3 separate regions of the Gossypium hirsutum genome follow, and regions 1 and 3 are each linked to region 2. A link is a contact called in public Hi-C data. All regions are on one chromosome and are shown on one strand. Each heading gives the region's core, a stretch centred on a gene start, on an enhancer-like site or on the middle of the called end of the contact. The rest is flanking DNA. Distances are from core to core; before and after follow the strand shown.

Region 1 (3,013 bases), core at 23-2,522, 170 kb before region 2:
CCATTGCTTTGTCTAACCTTTTAGCTTTACAATATCCATTGATCATGATGTTGTAACTAAGTATATTAGGTGCATAACCCTTCTTGATCATCAATTGAAGCACTCTTCTAGCTTTATCCATTTTGTTTTGCAAGCAATAGCCATTTATCAATGCATTATAGGTAACAACTTTAGGTTCAATGCCTTGCTTTCTCATTGTGTCAACAATAGCTTCAGCTTCAGAAATCGTTCCTTCTTTGCAATATGCATCAACCAATATAGTATAGGTGAAAATACTAAGTGAAATATTGTTATCCACCATTTCATTCAAAAGCCTTGTTGCCTCCATATGCTGACCTGAATTACACATACCATGAATTAAGCAATTGTAAATAACAATATCCGGTCTAATGCCCTTAGCCTTCACTTTAGAAAAGAGCTCGAGAGCCTCATTTAACAACCTGTTTTTACAGAGACAGTCAATGACAGTACTATATGCTACAATATTTGGTTCGGAACCTCTTTCTTCCATCATCCTTAGAAACCTAATAGCTCTATCAGTATTTCCAGTCTTACACAATCCATTAAGTATTGTATTGTAAATAATTAAATTAGGCTGATACCCTTTTTCAACCATTTCATCAAACAAACACACGGCTTGAGAAATCTTGCTTTGCTTACAAAATCCATTAATCAAAGTAGACAAAGTTACAACATCAGGTTCAATCCCTAACTTCAACATCTTCCCCAAAAACAGAAAACCCTAAATCAATTTGATTTAACTGACAAAAGGTATTAATCAAGATGTTCAAAGAATAGACGTTATGGGAAACTCCTAATAATTCCATTCGGCTAAACATAGAAACAACAATGGCATAATGTTTCATTCTAACAATGGCCGCTAATAGTTTAGTGAACTCCAAAATTGAAGGCTTTGGGTACTTCTCAATCATCTTATTAAACAAAGTCCAAGCATCATCAACATTATTGAAGCGGTCATACTTTTTTGGGTTTCCCCTTACAGACATTGAATTCTTACTTAAAGCTTCGATGTGGGTACCAATGGTGTTAAAAGAACAAGAAAAAGAAGGGTGCAAACTGGAAAGATTCCTTCCACCAGTAACAAACGAACGAAGAAATAATGAAGAATTGAGCTTACCCATATCTAGAAAACCAGCAAAATGAAAGAAAAAGGGCTAAGCTTCAAATGAAACCACCATTAACAGTACACGAGAGACAGAGAGGAGAATGGGAGGACGACTTTTGCCGTTTCGACTGGTTAAGGAATCATTTGTTAGGGCTAGTTATTATTGAATGGATAAACTACACAATTAGTCACCATACTTTCATAAGTTTTCATTCTGAGTACCAAAAAAAGTAAAAAACTTTTATTTTAAACATTGCGATAAAAAAACATGTTCTGATTTCATCTTCTTCTCAAATATTTAATTCTTTTAATGCTTTTTCTCTACAATTAGGTTTCTCTTACAACAAATGACTTAGTAATCAAGTCCATCCAAGGCTTGAAGAAGAAATGAAAATGATTTTGGTAGAAGGAATACACATATATCTTTATCTGTTTAACTAGTTCTTAATCGTTGGTCTAATTTTTAGTTTTATGTGGATGTTCAGACTGTCAACTCTCCGTTCAAGGAATTTGATCCAATTCGATTCAATATTAATATTAAGAAATCATTGAAAAATAGTTAAATGCTATGAGTTATTTAGGGCTTTTCTATACCTTACTTTACAACATTCTATAATATGCATAAATTTCAATTTATTTATTATGTTTCTCCTCTTGAATTATGTTATCTAAGTTATTAATTATATGATTTAGACTTAATATGTATTTAGGTGAATAATTGGAGAAAAGTGATTATAAAGATCATTTTTGGTTAAGTTTTTGCGAATGAAATTTTTAACACAACATTATTTTAGTATTTTAACCATAACTTGAGTTACCCAATTCTGTTTTAAACTTATAATATACCATTTGGAAGGAAACCAAAAGATCTAGTTGAAGTATGCCGAGGCTCAAGTCACAATACAATATTCTTTAAAAACAATACCTCATTCACATATAATTGATTTTTTAACCATGTTGATATACTAGCACTCTTATTGAAATACAAAATCGATAACGGCTTAAGCATAAAATTAACATTTTTTTTTAGAATTAAACAATATAATTAGACATGTTTAAAATCCAATTTCTAATAAAGAATGATTGGAGAACATAAAACCCTCCATATCGCTCTAGAACTAAACTATAAATGCTTATCTTATATTGATAAATTTTCTATTTTACCAAAACAATTAGTCAAAATTAATACAAAATTTCATTCATTTGAATCTTGAAAACTTATCTAAACTTAGAAAGGTGATCTTCCATTCTTGTGTAATCATCTTGTATGCTTTTGAGCATATATTTACAATGTACTCTTGGTCATGTGATAGAAATGAAAAAGTATTTACATCCTTGGTTTGTGAATGACCAATAATGAAAGATTAGGCAAAATTTTTAAGTAATAAACCAAAATGAATGTTAGAGTTTAATAGAGTATTTTTTTTAGCTTGTAAAAAAAATCTTTTCCTTGTTCTCCATGACAAGAATTAAACATTGCATTATTCTTGAAAGAATTAAAAGATTTTTTTTTTTTGGATCTTAAATCCTACATTAGTTCCACTTAATGGACCTTAGGTGTTGTATATAATGTGTACAATAATATATAGATAATGCTACACATACTTCACCCAACCAAAGAGTCACCTTATTAAGGAAACTACCTTGCTTAACACATGCCTCGCCTGGGTCCAAGGATACATAACTTAATCATTATGATAATATGGTTGTCAAGTCATTAACACATCTTGCAACCCAATCACGTCAGGTTATGTAACTGACTTAATAAGGATACTATTGAATGAAAAGCCCACTAATTAGAGGGCATATAGCTTATGTAAGTCAACTTTTATATTTCTCCAAACCTTATAGTGGGAGGGATCATTTTTCGCACTCTCCTACCTCTCT
Region 2 (2,926 bases), core at 150-2,649:
GAAAAGATTACCAAGCACTAAATCTTCGAACAAAGTTTAAGTTCCATACTGGACTCAGTGGCTGCAAGGTCATTTGAGCATACACTTCATCTGTTTCCACATCTGCCTGTACTTGAAAGAATAAAAGACTTGATAAGCAACCAACTAAAGTTCCATAAAAACCAAGGTAGTCTATACAGGCATTTAACTTACATGCATGGTCACATTGTGAAGCTGACAGATAAGTTGTGGGGTAAGCTCGGATAGTTCGGTATATGAGCATCTACTTCCTTGTTAGTAGAAGCAGCAACCTGCAGAGGGAATCATAAACACCAAAAGTAGGCTAAAATATCAGATGAATATACATTTCCTTATAGACTGCTCTTCCTTTTGAGGAGCTTCACCAGCAATTCATGCATTAACAACAAGAAAAGTGGGGATAAATTCAGCAATACTAAAATGGTAGGCCCAAGAAAATCATATCATTGCATATCAATGGGAAAAGAAATTATATACCATCCTTACATAGCTTCTTAAACTCTGTATAATCATTAAAAAACTTCTGCTAGTAAACTATGATAAACGATGCAGGCATACTTACCTGTTCACTATGACCTTGTGGAAAGTAAACAACTCGGCTTCCAACAGGTGGAAGAGACACCAAAGGACCAGCACATGCATGCCAAAGTTCAGAATTCAAACATTTCTTCTCCCCTGTACAAAAATATTTCTCAATTTCATAATTTCGAAAAAATAAAATAAACGTTCATTCAGCTCTATGCTTAAGGAAACTACTAGAAAAAAGCTAAAAAGCAGATACCTTCCTGAGTTTGCTGATTCAACCCTGATGAAGAGAGTCTCATTCTTAAAATCTAAAAACAAAAAAGGGGTATTTTTTTTTCTATTCAAACGAAAAAAAAAAGAGTAGTTGAAAAAGGAAACTACAAGTACCCTAATTATTGAAGAACATTGAGGATTCTTATAACATCATCCATAGTTAAAAGCAAAAGAAGGGAAAAAACCCACCCCCCACCCCCCCTTTTCTCCACCAGAAGTTTCTAAACCTAAGTTAAAAATAACCAAAATAAAAAATAAAAAAACAGAACTACCCTTTACTCAGAAGGGCTTCATGAAGCTCAGATCTTACTTCTTTTTCACATTAAAATTCTTTTATAAATAAAAAATGAAACTTTGTAAAGCTAAAAACCCTAGCTTTTTACTTCACCAGATCTCTGGTTTCTTAAGCCAAACTCTCATCCCAAAAATGTTCCTTTCGTCTGGAGCTGCTATTAGTTAAGTTATAGAAATAAAACTAGAAAATGATACTTTTTTCAAAAAAAATATATTTTGGATTTTTTTGGGGTGCGTATGTCAGAGAGAGGGCTGAAGGACTGAACTGCAGGTGGAAAGAGAGAGAACCAAAAGTAATTTTTTTTTAAAATATAAAAATAAAACAGAAAAGGTGAAATCAGCAATCAATTAATACATTTTTGGTTTTGAAGTTTTAAGACTTATTATATCCAATTCTATTTAGATTATTAAATTTATTGAAATTTTCAAATACATGTGATATTTTTATATATTTATCAAAGGGTAATCTAATACCCACACTATTAATAAATTTCTTTTTTATTATTTAATTATAAAAAATTATAAAATAATTATTTAATTTGTTCTTTTTTGTCACCAATTAACTTATATAAAAATAAAATACCTGAAATCCAAGATAATTAAATGAAAAAAATATAAAATTAAATACTTAAATAACTATTTTATAATTTTTCATAGTTGGTTAACTAAGAAAAAACATTAATAGTTAGATGACTATTTTGTAATTTTTTATAATTAGATAACCAAAAAAATGAAATTTACTGTTAGTTAAGTGATATTAATATAATTTATCATTTTATTAAATTATCTTTCAAATTTTTAAAAGTCCAATACTTGCCTCAAATGACATTACACGCTGGTATAAGTATCATGGAGACCCTTTAATTAGAAGTTAAATTATATTTTGTTCATTTTACTCAAAAATAGATAAATTGATTTTTGTAAGTTAGATAAATGAGTAAACTATTCATACATATTAAGATTTTCAGCATTTCAACTGTTAAAAATTGGTATGGCTGATGAAATAATTAGACTGCTACATATGGCTTGCCACTTATACCTAATAATAACGACTAATTTTTAATAATACAAATGAATGAAATTAAAAAAAAAGACTAATTTACTTTTTAATTTCACCTTTTTTTTTAATTCAACTCCAAACTAAGTGCAGAAGTGAATTATTAAAAAAGAGAAGTGAAGATATTAAGTGTTTATGAGCCAAACCCCATTTAAAACTCTGTTAAATATTGCTTATACTTAAAAATTCAATTCAAGTGATTTATACTTGTATTTTATATATACATATATATATTGGCTTTTTATAAAAAATAAAAGTTAATCTTTAATAATTGTATTAATTTTTAAATATACATAACTTAAATATATTTAAATGCTTAAATTTTTTTATATAATTATAAGGCTTTGTTTAGCATTACTTCTTAAATTAAAAAATACTGTTAAAATTTTCTATTTCTTATTTTGGTTAAAGAAATATGTTTGCAAAGCACTTTTAAAAAACTCAAAAACATTTTATTTAATAATACTTCTATCTCAAAAATAAGTGTTTTTTAAAAAACAATACTCTAAATGTCTTTTATCTCTCTTATGACCTCAATCTTATTTGAAATAATAATATTATTTAAATAAAAAATTTATTAAAGTGATTATTCAAAAGTGTCTAAAAATACAAATTATTTAACTCCTAGTGTTGATCATGACATGGTGAAGAGGATAAGTAGGCCCTTTATCCCATGCATCAGAAATTAAATATTTTTTCTATACATAACAATTTTGAAGAAAATAAGTGGTAAGAATACAAATATGAGGGATACAAGTC
Region 3 (2,836 bases), core at 279-2,778, 150 kb before region 2:
TGTTCAAAGTCTCTCATTTGTTTTTCAGGTGGTCATACAATCGGCATATCCCATTGCCCAGCTGTTTCGCGCCGGTTGTACAATTCCACTGGCCCCCGCAGAATCGACCCAACCATGGACAGCAAGCACGCTGAAAACCTCAAGATCTTAGCTACTACTCACTCTTGCTCAAAAGAAGGGGTGGGCTGTGAACCTAAGCTAATTCTTTTCTCTATTGTACCTGAACGGAATCCCCAACCTTCATCTCATCCTTCAATCTGATGCTGCTTTAACCACTGTAACGGAAAATAACGGGAATAGCGGCCCGTTATTCCCGCAATTGGCCGTTACCCGTTAAATTGCGGCCGCGATCCACCGCTATTGGTGTGACTCCGCTTCATACCGCTATTTTTAGCAATAGCGGTTTCGGACGGCGCCACTACCGCTATATAACGGCCGCTATTCCGATATCGGTCCGCTATTTAAATCCCTGCCTAACATCTAGTTCCAGCAAACATTTAAATCTATGGCTAGTTATTGATAGAACAATTGGTAAATAAAGTGCAAAAATAAACCTAGATCACATTCATTGTATTTGGAAATCATAAAGTACAATTTTTACAATCAATATGAGGGTTGGGCACTTTTCCCGTTAATTTATTATTCGAAAACGATAAACAGTGCTTCCGGCGACATGAAGAAATTCAGAGTTGGTCATATCAACAAAGCAGTGGAAAGGTTTCCAAGCACAACTTTACTCAAATTTTGGGAAATTCTAATAGATTGGGTTTTGTAGGTATTCCAAGCACAAGGAAATAGAAATTCTAATAGAGCTTCATACAACAAATCATCCTCCAACTACTCATTTAAAACCAAAATCCCATAAATTTGTTATTTACTACTCACAACACCAATTATAAATAAACGGAAAGTGGGACAAAATATCAGTAATATTCAAATAAGCTCCTCCGCATCAAGCCTAATCTAAGAATGGCGCACATGAACAAAAATTAAATAGATCAAAATTTTGTTTTTTTGGTTCATCTCATCTATTTTATAATATTATGAAATAAAAAATCAATTGAACAAGGAAACAAAACAAGTTGTAAGCTAAATCCAGTAAAATTTCACCAAAACTAGATCAAACGAAGCTTGATTCCAGTCAATTACAAATATTAAAAAAAATGGCTGGTAACCGGATTGGTGAAAAAAATCACCAGTTAGCAATCTATAATAACAACAATAGTAATAAGTAAAATACCTGAGCATGATTTGAAGGATCTGATGAAGAAGAAGATGCTTCCCTGCGTTGATGTTCAGCAACTGAATTCTCCATCACCTCCTCCCCCTCCTTCAATCCAATGGAAAATAGAAAAATAAAAAGCAAAAAATTGCTTCTGTTAGAATTAAATTTTCAAAAGAGAGAGAGAGAGAGAGAGAGAGAGAAAAAAGTAGAGTGCTTCAGTTAGAAATCAAATTTCTTCCCAGTTTCCTTCTTCTTCACTCCTAAATAGACCGGTCATACTTCCTACAGTTAAAAATAAATATAATAAAATATAATGATTAAATTTATTAGCCATCTTAGTCCAAATTGGTCAGTTCATTTTCAAAAGCCACTTAACCTTCTTTAATAAATAATTCCAAAAGCACATCAGTTTGACGTTACCTTGTCAAGCCAATTCATTGTTTTGTTTTTTCTGTATTAAAATACGAAAAATATAAATATATAATAATATTTTTAATTTAATTAGAATTTTTATAAATTAAATTTAAATAATTAAAAATATAATATGGATGAGAATAGTTTATTTGCTATATATACTCAACTTATTTTCATTCTTTTGCATTCAAATCATATTCTCTCAATCTCTTAATCCTATTAATCTATTCTCTCAACTATCTTATTCTCAATTGTTCATTCAATTTCTCTCAAATTATTGTTGTCTTAATTTTATATTTCATAATTTCTTTAATTTTTATAATTTTAAAAATGTTAATGCCTCTTATTCGTTTGAATGACAAACACATTTTTGGCGTCCAAGGTTAATGGTAAAAAATATTATTAAATTTTTTAATTTTAATTAATATAATTATTAAGTTGTTAACATTATTAATTTTATAAATTTTTTATGTTTATATAATCATACCGAAAATCAGATTATTGGGACGTAGATACACAATTTAAGTGTGAGTGCACCGCGAGTTATTGAGCACTCCTTTCAAGAGATGAAATTCTTGCACATGTCTCATATGTTCGGGGGGACTAAATTGGATAGCATAGTTTAACCAATAATAATGTCCCTACATCATTCCCAATGAGTAGAATGTCATCGACATATAGAACGAGAAAGATCGTCTTTCCATCCCCTAAACGTTTATAAACACAAAGTTCATCTACATTTTGCTCAAATCCAAAAGTCTTAATCACTTGATAAAATCTTTGATTCCATGAGCGGGATGTTTGCTTAAGTCCATATATGGATCTAAGCAGTTTGCAAACTTTATACTCATTTCCTTTAGTTATATATCTGGTGGGTTGCATCATATAGATGCTCTCTTCAAGATAGCCATTCAAAAACGTTGTCTTAACATCCATTTGCTAGATCTTGTAATCGAGTGTCATTGTAATGGATAAAAATATGTAGGTTGACTTGAGCATGGCAACCGGAGAGAATGTTTCTTCATGTTCGATACATTCTTTCCGAGTATAACATTTTCCTACAAGTCTTGCCTTATAAGTTTTCACTTTTTCATTCGTATTTTTTTCTTCTTGTAGATCTATTTACACTCTAATGGTTTTATCCCTTCCGGTAAGTCTACAAGTTCTCACACTGGGTTAGAGTCCATAGAATTCATT

What was found. Hi-C and Micro-C count contacts between places; a contact is called where the count stands out from the background.
Region 1: a contact with region 2 is called in a Hi-C map of leaf, with 2.0 times the contacts expected there. The contact joins the promoter of LOC107888473 here to the promoter of LOC107888470 in region 2. A contact is called at or near these places in 8 of 34 Hi-C or Micro-C datasets (callus, hypocotyl, leaf and 1 more).
Region 3: a Hi-C map of leaf shows a contact between it and region 2, with 2.2 times the contacts expected there. The contact joins the promoter of LOC107888472 here to the promoter of LOC107888470 in region 2. A contact is called at or near these places in 9 of 34 Hi-C or Micro-C datasets (callus, hypocotyl, leaf and 1 more).

What each region holds. Positions count from the first base shown.
Region 1 is chrA09:1,753,478-1,756,490 of Gossypium_hirsutum_v2.1, forward strand. It overlaps LOC107888473 (pentatricopeptide repeat-containing protein At1g62930, chloroplastic), which reads right to left and starts at 1,273. Exons shown (of 3, transcript XM_041077597.1): 1 at 1-1,273. The coding sequence starts at 721.
Region 2 is chrA09:1,924,826-1,927,751 of Gossypium_hirsutum_v2.1, forward strand. It overlaps LOC107888470 (auxin response factor 6), which reads right to left and starts at 1,400. Exons shown (of 15, transcript XM_016812590.2): 1 at 800-1,400; 2 at 581-693; 3 at 236-290; 4 at 193-233; 5 at 50-106. The coding sequence starts at 842.
Region 3 is chrA09:1,773,637-1,776,472 of Gossypium_hirsutum_v2.1, forward strand. It overlaps LOC107888472, which reads right to left and starts at 1,529. Exons shown (of 8, transcript XM_041077599.1): 1 at 1,241-1,529. The coding sequence starts at 1,315.